Regions from separate parts of the Triticum aestivum genome. Here region 2 is linked to region 1. Evidence: chromatin contacts called from public Hi-C data. All regions are on one chromosome and are shown on one strand. Each heading gives the region's core, a stretch centred on a gene start, on an enhancer-like site or on the middle of the called end of the contact. The rest is flanking DNA. Distances are from core to core; before and after follow the strand shown.

Region 1 (4,396 bases), core at 168-2,667:
TCGACAGACTTGTGGATGTTGTAGACATATGCTTCAAGAGCGAGCTCGGGAAGATTTGTTGGATCAGAGACGTTGAAGTAGAAGCGCTCGTTCCAGACGGGGTTCAGGTCCTTCTCCTTGATGGCCGTGCGGAACCGCTGACCATCAAAGGTAAGCTCGACGCAGGCGCTGGCAGAACCTTGCCCGTCCTTGGGCATGAGGTCATGAGCGCTTGCGACCTCCACACCCAGCTTATACGACGCCATGGCTTCTGGTGATGTTGTGATCTACTGCTCTGTTCTGCACACATGAAAGAAAAGCACAGTTAGCGCCACTACCAAATGCTACAAAGTGGCCACCACAGCCAAATAAGCATACATAAAAAGTAGAACACGGTTAGGTAGCACCCTGGCAAATGCAGCATTTTATCTGGCACGGCCAAATAAGCATACATATAAAGAAAAAGCAGTTAGGTAGCACCATGGCAGATGCTACAAACTTGAGTGTCACATCCAAATAAGAATAAAACCCAGGCTTAACAAGAAAAACGTATATGCTGCAAATCACTAAAGCGTCGCAATCGCACTCGCATAACCACCCACTCCATAGATCGCCCCTGATCTACAGAAGAACCAGTGTGCTCCGGCTCCCCAAAGGGTGCGGCATTATTTCTATTTGCATGATGAAATGAGAATCTCGGCAGGAGCAGTCCACATCAAGCCTAGACATCCAATCCACAGGACTAAACTAAATTTGCATCCAAGTCAGCAAACAACCTCTAACGCTGGCCTCAGACAGACTGCGACGCATCGGAGCTCACATCAGAGCTGAAGGCGACATACGCACACAGATCTAACCTGTGGATAAGCAGCAAATAAAAAAATAAATTCCCGAATCAGGGAGCCACGACAAGCGCATCAACCTTTTGGCGAAAAGCCAGACTAGTTTATTATTGAATCACAGAATCAAAGGGCGATTCGTGGATTTAGCACGGCAGCGCCGCACCTAATGGATCCGCAGGCATATGCAAAAGGGCCGCTGGCGCTCTGGGTTTACTTTCCGCCGCGCAGCGAACGCGGCGGGGCCTTAATAAACCCCCGAGAAACCCCGGGATTCGGCGCACCGGCGGCGAGCGGACACTGCGAATCGAGGCGGGGCGGAGAGGGGCGAGGGCCGGGGCTCACCTCTGGAGCTGGAGACGCCCAGATCCGGGCGGATCTGGCCCAATGCAGCCCGAGAGCGCCGGCCGACGGAGCCGCGAGCGCGCTTCAGTCCGCCGCCATGCTGTCCGTCAGGTAGGGGGGGCCGTACGGGAGGGCGGCCGACGGAGGAGGGGATTCGGGGGAGGCGGAGGCGGGGGCGGGGGCGGAGGGTCTGGCTGGGTTTTGCGTGGCGTGCGGGGGAAAGACGGGAGCTTTGCGTTGGGTGTGAGCGAGTGAGGAGGAGGAGGGCTCTCTTGCGTGGAGTCAAGAGGAGGAGGAGGAGAGCGGAGACGCGTGGGTGGGGGAGGCGTGGGTCGGTCGCCGTCCTCGTCCTCGTCCTCGTCCTCGTGCGCCGCGCCGCGTCGGTTTCGGGTTCAGGCTCGCCTCGGGCTCTTTGCGACGCAATTTCTCGCCTCTTTCCCTTGTTTTGCCTGCCTCTCGTCGGAATTCGAAATAGCTGCGGGCCCGTTGGGTCTGACTTGACCAACGGACGGCAGCTGGCCCGTTGGGTCTGACTTGGCATGCTAGTTTTTTTTTTAAACTACCACGTTTCGTGGAAACGTGCCTACAAACTACGACTCTATAAATTTGTGCGGAAAACTATCGCTTTCTCATTAATCCTTGACTAAAAACTATCATGTCTGAAAAGAGCCCGATTTGGCTCTTTTAAACGCGTTTCTGACCGGTTGGGCCCACACATAAGCGGGCTGGACGCGTTTCAGACATGGTAGTTTTTAGTCAAGGATTAATGAGAAAGTGGTAGTTTTCGGCACAAATTTACAAAGTGGTAGTTTGTAGGCACGTTTTCACGAAATGTGGTAGTTTTTTGTTAAATACTCACAGTGCTACGCTATGGTGTGTAGTACTGCCTCCACAATTGGTCCAAGTTATCAAAGCTTAGCCGGACTTGGCAAATCCAGCTACTCAAACACCACGGGCACTGACCGAACATCCTTCAAATGTTGCGGCCCACATCCACATACTGCAAATTCCGATCCTTAAATCCATGCAATCCATCACATCGATCATACGATATAAATTGTTCGATTTTCAAAGTTCGAAACAAAGCAAAGCAAATCCTAGCTCAACAAACCAGACATGCCAAAATGAAATCAATGTCCGACCGTGACGGATGGCCTCGGATCATTGGTCGGGCGCCTGCTCCGAGCGGAATGCGTCGTGCTCCAGGCGGAATGCGTCTTGCTCGTCCTTCTCTGCCTGCATCCGGGCTGCTTCCTCCGCTTGCATCCGGGCCGCATCCGCCCTCGCCGCCTCGTACTTCCTACGGTCATTGATCTCTATCTTCTTGTCCGCAAGACACTTTTTTGCATGCTCATCCAAGAGGGTTTTGTCCGCCAACATGATCATCGCATCTTCCACGTCCCGTGCGAGTTGCAACCTCTCATTTCTCAAGCTCTATGTCACCAAATGTCTTGGTCTTCTCAAGTTTCCATTTGATCGTCGTTTGTTCCTTCTCCAACTCGATCTTCTCCCTCTCAATTTCGAGCTTCTTCTCCGTCCTCTTCCAGCCCCACTACATCCTTTCTTTTTGCGCATCCAACATGAGCTTGTACCTCTCCTACTTCTTGTTCTCCCTCACAGAAAAAATGCATGTCCATGTGGACGGCATTTTGGTAGCCGCGGCATCACGGACGGCACGTGCCTTCTCCTACTTGTTTCACGTGACTTGGCGGTTATCCTTTGGCACGGTGGCTTTTTCATTCGTCATGACAACATCACCCTCTTCATCGTCCAAGCCAATTGATTGGTTGGAGCTTGAGCCATCATTCCTCTTCTTGCCGGACTTGAGATCGGCCACAAGTTGGTTCCACTTTAGCTTGCCACTCAATATGACCCAACAATGGCTAAAAGCAAATGGCTTCTTCTCCACCTCGTGATACAAAGTGGCCGCAACCACCGTCTAGCAAACAACATATGTATGAGCACGAGAACGCAAACACAAGAAGCATATGCAAATGACGACAAGATGAAGAAATTGAGCTTGCGTGAGTTGCGACTCCCATCCCACTTTAAGGGCGTTTGGTCACTTGTGAGTAGTAGCCGACGTACTTGTTCACTTCCCCTTGAATGATCCCCTAACGATGTTGGAGAGATGCCACATTGCGGGTGGTCATGATAGGATGTGGCTTCACATACTCCTTTTGTTCGTGATACCCCTTCCAAATCTTCGTCCAATACGTGTTCCCCTTTTGCTCGGTGCCACATATTGGATCTAACATTGTGTCCAACCAATTTTTGACCAACAAGATGTCCTCAAATCTTGAGAATGTCGGACCTCTTGCCTTCGGCGTCTTGGTCTTCTTCTTCTTGCTCGGATTGGGATCGGATGTTGTCCCAACTTCAAATGCGGTGGTGGCCTCCAATTCCTATTCCATTTCGATCGGATCTTCATTGTCATTGATCATGTTCGACAAGAACGCCTCCTACACGATTATGGTTTACAAGCATTCATCAAGTGCGAAATGTGTTGGGAACGTAGAATTTCAAAAAAAAAATCCTACGATCACGCAAGATCTATCTAGGAGAAGCATAGCAACGAGCGGGGAGAGTGTATCCACGTACCCTCGTAGACCAAAAGCGGAAGCGTTTATCAACGCGGTTGATGTAGTCGTACGTCTTCACGATCCGACCGATCCTAGCACCGAACGTACGGCACCTCCGTGTTCAGTACACTTTAGCTCAGTGATGTCCCTCGTACTCTTGATCCAGTTTAGGCCGAGGGAGAGTTTCGTCAGCACGACGGCGTGGCGACGATGATGATGAAGTTACCGGCGCAGGGCTTCGCCTAAGCACTACGACGATATGACTGAGGTGTGTAACTATGGAGGGGGGCACCGCACACGGCTAAGAGAAACTTTGATGTGCTATTGGGGTGCCCCCTGGCCACATATAAAAAGGAGGGAGATGGAGAGGCAGCCGGCCTTAGGGGGCGCGCCAAGGTGTGGAGTCCTACTAGGACTCCATAGTCCTAGTAGGATTCCACCTCCCACACGAAGTAGGAAAGGGGGAAGGGAGAAGGAGAAGGAAAGGGGGGCCTGCCCCCTTCTCCTAGTCCTATTCGGCCTCCTGCCCAAGGGGGGGCGCACCAGCCCCTTGTGGGCTGGTGTGCTTCCCTCTTATGGCCCATAAGGCCCATAACTTCTTCCGGGGGTTTCCGGTAACCTCCCGGTACTCCGGAAAAATGCCCGAACCAC
Region 2 (4,277 bases), core at 278-2,777, 110 kb after region 1:
CTATGCCTCCACGAGAATCAATCCATGCCTCTCGCGGAACAAAAATAAATAAAATGGGTTTTTTTTTCTTTCCGAGAGGCATGACCGTCCCGCTCGCGGAAACAAATTCATGCCTCCATGAGAAGTAAATCCGAACCTCTCGTGGAACAAAAAAACGCCTTTTTTCCTTTTCTGAGAGGCAAGATCGTGCCTCTCGCGGAACCAAATCCGTGCCTCCACGAGAAGTAAATATGTGCCTCTCGCGGAACGACAAAAAAAACGCATTTTTTTTCCTTTTCGACAAGTACGATCGTGCCTCTCGCGGAAGCAAATTCGTGCCTCCAAGCGAAGTAAATCTGTGCCTCTCGCGGAAAGAGGAAAGAAAACATGTTTTTTCCTTTCCAACAGGCACGACCGTGCCTATCGCGGAAGCAAATTCATGCCTCCACGCGAAGTAAATCCGTGTCTCTCGTGGAAAGAGAAAAAACGTGTGTTTTTCCTTTTCGAGAGGCACGACTGCGCCTCTCGCGGAAGCAAATCCTTGCCTGCACAAAAAGTAAATTTGTGCATCTCGTGGAAGGAGAAAAAAGGAAACAAATTTATTCACACACAAAAATAATTTCCAAATTGTAAGAAAATCCTTGCAAAAATAGAAAATCAAAAAACCACAAAAATCATCTAAAAGCCAAAAACATGTACAGAAAAATAAAAGAATCCGTTAGAAGCGCCCAGAGCGCAGCACGTGGCGGCGGCTGAGAGCGCGCCAAGTGGCACGCTCCCGGCCCACACCAAGTGACATGTGCGGAACTCCCAAAGGAGTACTTTTCAACTAGTTGCTCTCATTTTCTTCCTTCAAAATTAAAACCTTAATATGACGGTTCCTATGCTGATTCTTGGCCCTATAATTGGACTGGAGGGTGCAATCTAGGCCTAGTATCGCCGAGCTGAACAAGCACCAAATTAATGGAGCCTACAGCCTAGCGGAGCCTCCTATATAGCGCGGTGCGCGCCAGGGATCGTGCGGACGCGCACTCAACACTTCCCCTGGCGTGTCAGTTCGCCGGCCCATTTGATGGGCTTTGGCGCCCCTTTTTTTCTTTAATTTTTCTTTTTTTATTATGTTTTTATTTTATTCTATGTTCAAATAATTCGGGATTACAAAAAAAGGTTCTAATATTTCAACAAATTATGAATTTTTAATTGTCAAAAAGAGTTCATGAATTCAAAAAAATTCTAATGAATGTTTTTTACTTCAATTAACAATTTTTACTTCAATTAACAATTTTTTTGAATTCGATGAACAAAATGTTCGCGAATTTGATAAGAAAATTCGCACGAAAAAGTGTAAAATTAAAAAAGAAGAAAGAGAAATAAAAATTAAAAATTAAAAGAAAAATTAAAATAAAAGGGAATGATAATAAACATAAAAGAAGAAAAAGGAAAGAAAAAGCGAAAGGAAAGGAACCAGAAATTGGGCCAGGGCATTAGCGCCGTATAGGATTCCCTGGGCTAGGGTGTAAGCAGTGACGCCAGTTTTAAGGGACGCGGCTATGTATTGCTTGACGCGAGCGTTAGCGCTCACTCACGTCATGGTTCGCCATAAATGTGCTGGCCCAGGTAGGCAGTGCTTCACATTATTGCTTTATGTTTTTCTCTATTGCTTATATTTCGAAAATGGGTAAATATATCTATTATCAAAATCACCGTACATACCAAAATGAATAGTGTTAATCAATCATTTTTTAAAATGATAATCTTGTATAAAAAGAAGAAATAAAAATATATATGTGTTCTAAACCAATACCATTTATTTAAAAAAACATAAATATGTGTTTGAAAATTTGAAGCATGTATTAAAATATACTCCATTTAAGATGTATTCCAAGAATGTACTATGTGCATCAAAAACTCTAAACATCAAAAACATAGATGTTTAAAAAGTTAATCAAGTATTTCAAAAATGGTAATCATGTATGCGGAAAATGTAGAATGTGTCCGGAAAAAGTAGACATAATAAATATATGTTTAACCATAAATTTAATCATGTATATTGAAACATATTCCTCATGTATGCGTAAATGTAGAATGTGTATGGAAAAAGTAGCCATAAAAATATTTTTTCAACCAAAAAATTAATCATAAATTACAAAATGTTAAATGTGTGTATAAAAAATGTTCCTCGTGTATAGAAATGATATACAATGTGTATGAGAAAAACAGACATAAAACATATATTTTTAAAATAATCATCTATTAGAAAAATGTTAAATGTGTATACGAAAAAATTATACGTGTATATAGAAAATGTTCGTGATGTAAACACAAAATCCAGAATGAATATGACAAAGTTAGACATCAAAATATCTATATTCTAAAAAAATATTAATGGATTTAGAAAAATGTTAAACATGTATATGAAAAATGTTAAATGCATATATGAAAAATGTTCCTGATGTCTACAAAAAATATACAATGGATATGCCAAATATGTAGACATCAAAGAGTATGTATTCAGAAATAATAAGCAATGTATTAGAAAAATGTTCATGCTTTATACAAAAAGAACAAAAATAATAATAAGAAGAAGAAGAAAACTGGCCATTAAACGAAGAAAATGAAGAAAAATAATGAAAACATAAAAACTATGAACAAGAAAACAATCTCAATGGTTCCAAAAACATAAAAACCAAAGAAAATATCCAAAATAATCGGGGAAAACGGTGAAAAGAAAGAAAACAAAGAATGTCAAACGTGTATATAGAAAATGTTCCTGGTGTAAAAGCAAAATACAGAATGTATATGAGAAAATTAGGCAAATGTTAAAGGCATACCTGAACGATGTTCCTTATGTCTACAAATCAAATATAATGTATAAGCCAAAAATTTAGACATCGAAAAGTATGTATTAAGAAATATTAATTAATTTATTAGAAAAATGTTCATATTTTATACCAAAAGAAAAAGAATAAATTTAGAAAACCGACAAAGGAACAAGGAAAACACAGTTAAATATTGAAAACATAAAAAACAAAGAACAAGAAACAGTCTCGGAGATTCCAAAAACCGATTAGAAGCATTAAGAAAAAACATAAAACGACAGAAAATTCAAACAAAAATCAGGATCAAAACAGTGAAAAGAAAGCGAAACAAATAAAAACTTTGAAACCCAAAGAAAAGAAATAAGTAAAACGAAGAAGAATAGAAAGAGAAGGGAAAACTAGTCAAAACTGAGGAAAACAATAAAAACCAGTGAAAAAAATAGAAAAAAAATAATTAAAATAAAGAAAAGAACCGAAGAAAACAGGTGAAAAAACAAAAACACGAATTTCTTCCTTTTTACAGTTTATATTTTTTCCCTTTTGCTTATATTTCGAACAATTATAAACATCTCTATTGTCAAAAACATTGTACATACATAAATGGAAAATGTTAGCCATGCATTTTACAAATGCTAATCGTGTATAAAAATGTTTTCAAAATGCACAATGTGTATGGAAAAGTGGACATAAAAATATATGCTTTCAAAATGTGAATCATTTAATTTAATTCAAAAATGTTAGTTATGCGTTTTCAAATATTAAACGTGTATTAAAAAATGTCTATGATTTATACCAAAAATGTATAATGCATATCAAGAAAATCTAGACAACGAAAATATATAACAATGTTTAAGTTAATCATGTATTTAAAAAATATTATGTATTTTAAAAATATTTAACTTATATTAAAAAATGTATATGGAAAATGTTCCTGATGTATACAGAAAAAGTATAATGCGCATGGAACAAGTAGACATAACAAATACTCCCTCCGTTCCAAAATAGATGACCCAACTTTGTACTAAAAATTAGTACAAAGGTTGGGTCTTCTATTTTGGAACGGAGGGAGTATATGTTTAAATCACAAAATTATTTATGTATTACAAAAATGTTAAACAGGTATACAAAAAATGTTAAACATGTATAAAGAAAAATGTGACTGATTTATGTAAAAAATATAGAATGTGTATGAGAAAAGTAGACATAAAGTATATTTTCAAAAAAGTTAATCATGTATATAAAATGTAGAATGTGTATGAGAAAATTAGACATAAAATATGTATATTTTATTAAAACTTGTATATATAAAATGTTAAATATGTATATTAAAAAATTAAACTTGTATATTTTATTTATTTATTGAGGGGAAAATAAACTCTTGTATATAGAAAATGTTCATCGTGTAAAAAAATTAGAATCTATATGAGAAAATTAGACATAAAATATGTATATTTTATTAAATATTTATCTTGTATTAGA

Evidence for each region. A called contact is a pair of places that touch in the nucleus more often than the background predicts.
Region 2: a Hi-C map of leaf shows a contact between it and region 1, with 5 times the contacts expected there. The contact joins the enhancer-like site here to the promoter of LOC123055293 in region 1. A contact is called at or near these places in 2 of 5 Hi-C or Micro-C datasets (both in leaf).

What each region holds. Positions count from the first base shown.
Region 1 is chr2D:642,668,381-642,672,776 of IWGSC CS RefSeq v2.1, forward strand. It overlaps LOC123055293 (FT-interacting protein 7), which reads right to left and starts at 1,418. Exons shown (of 2, transcript XM_044479289.1): 1 at 1,164-1,418; 2 at 1-279. The coding sequence starts at 245.
Region 2 is chr2D:642,780,779-642,785,055 of IWGSC CS RefSeq v2.1, forward strand. No RefSeq gene overlaps it. Among protein-coding and RNA genes, the nearest start is that of LOC123055296, 30 kb to the right of the region's middle. Within about 2 kb of position 1,528, at least 6 of the 8 cell types and tissues checked have an H3K27ac peak or open chromatin away from gene starts, as enhancers often do. A contact at or near this core is called in leaf, where this site is marked.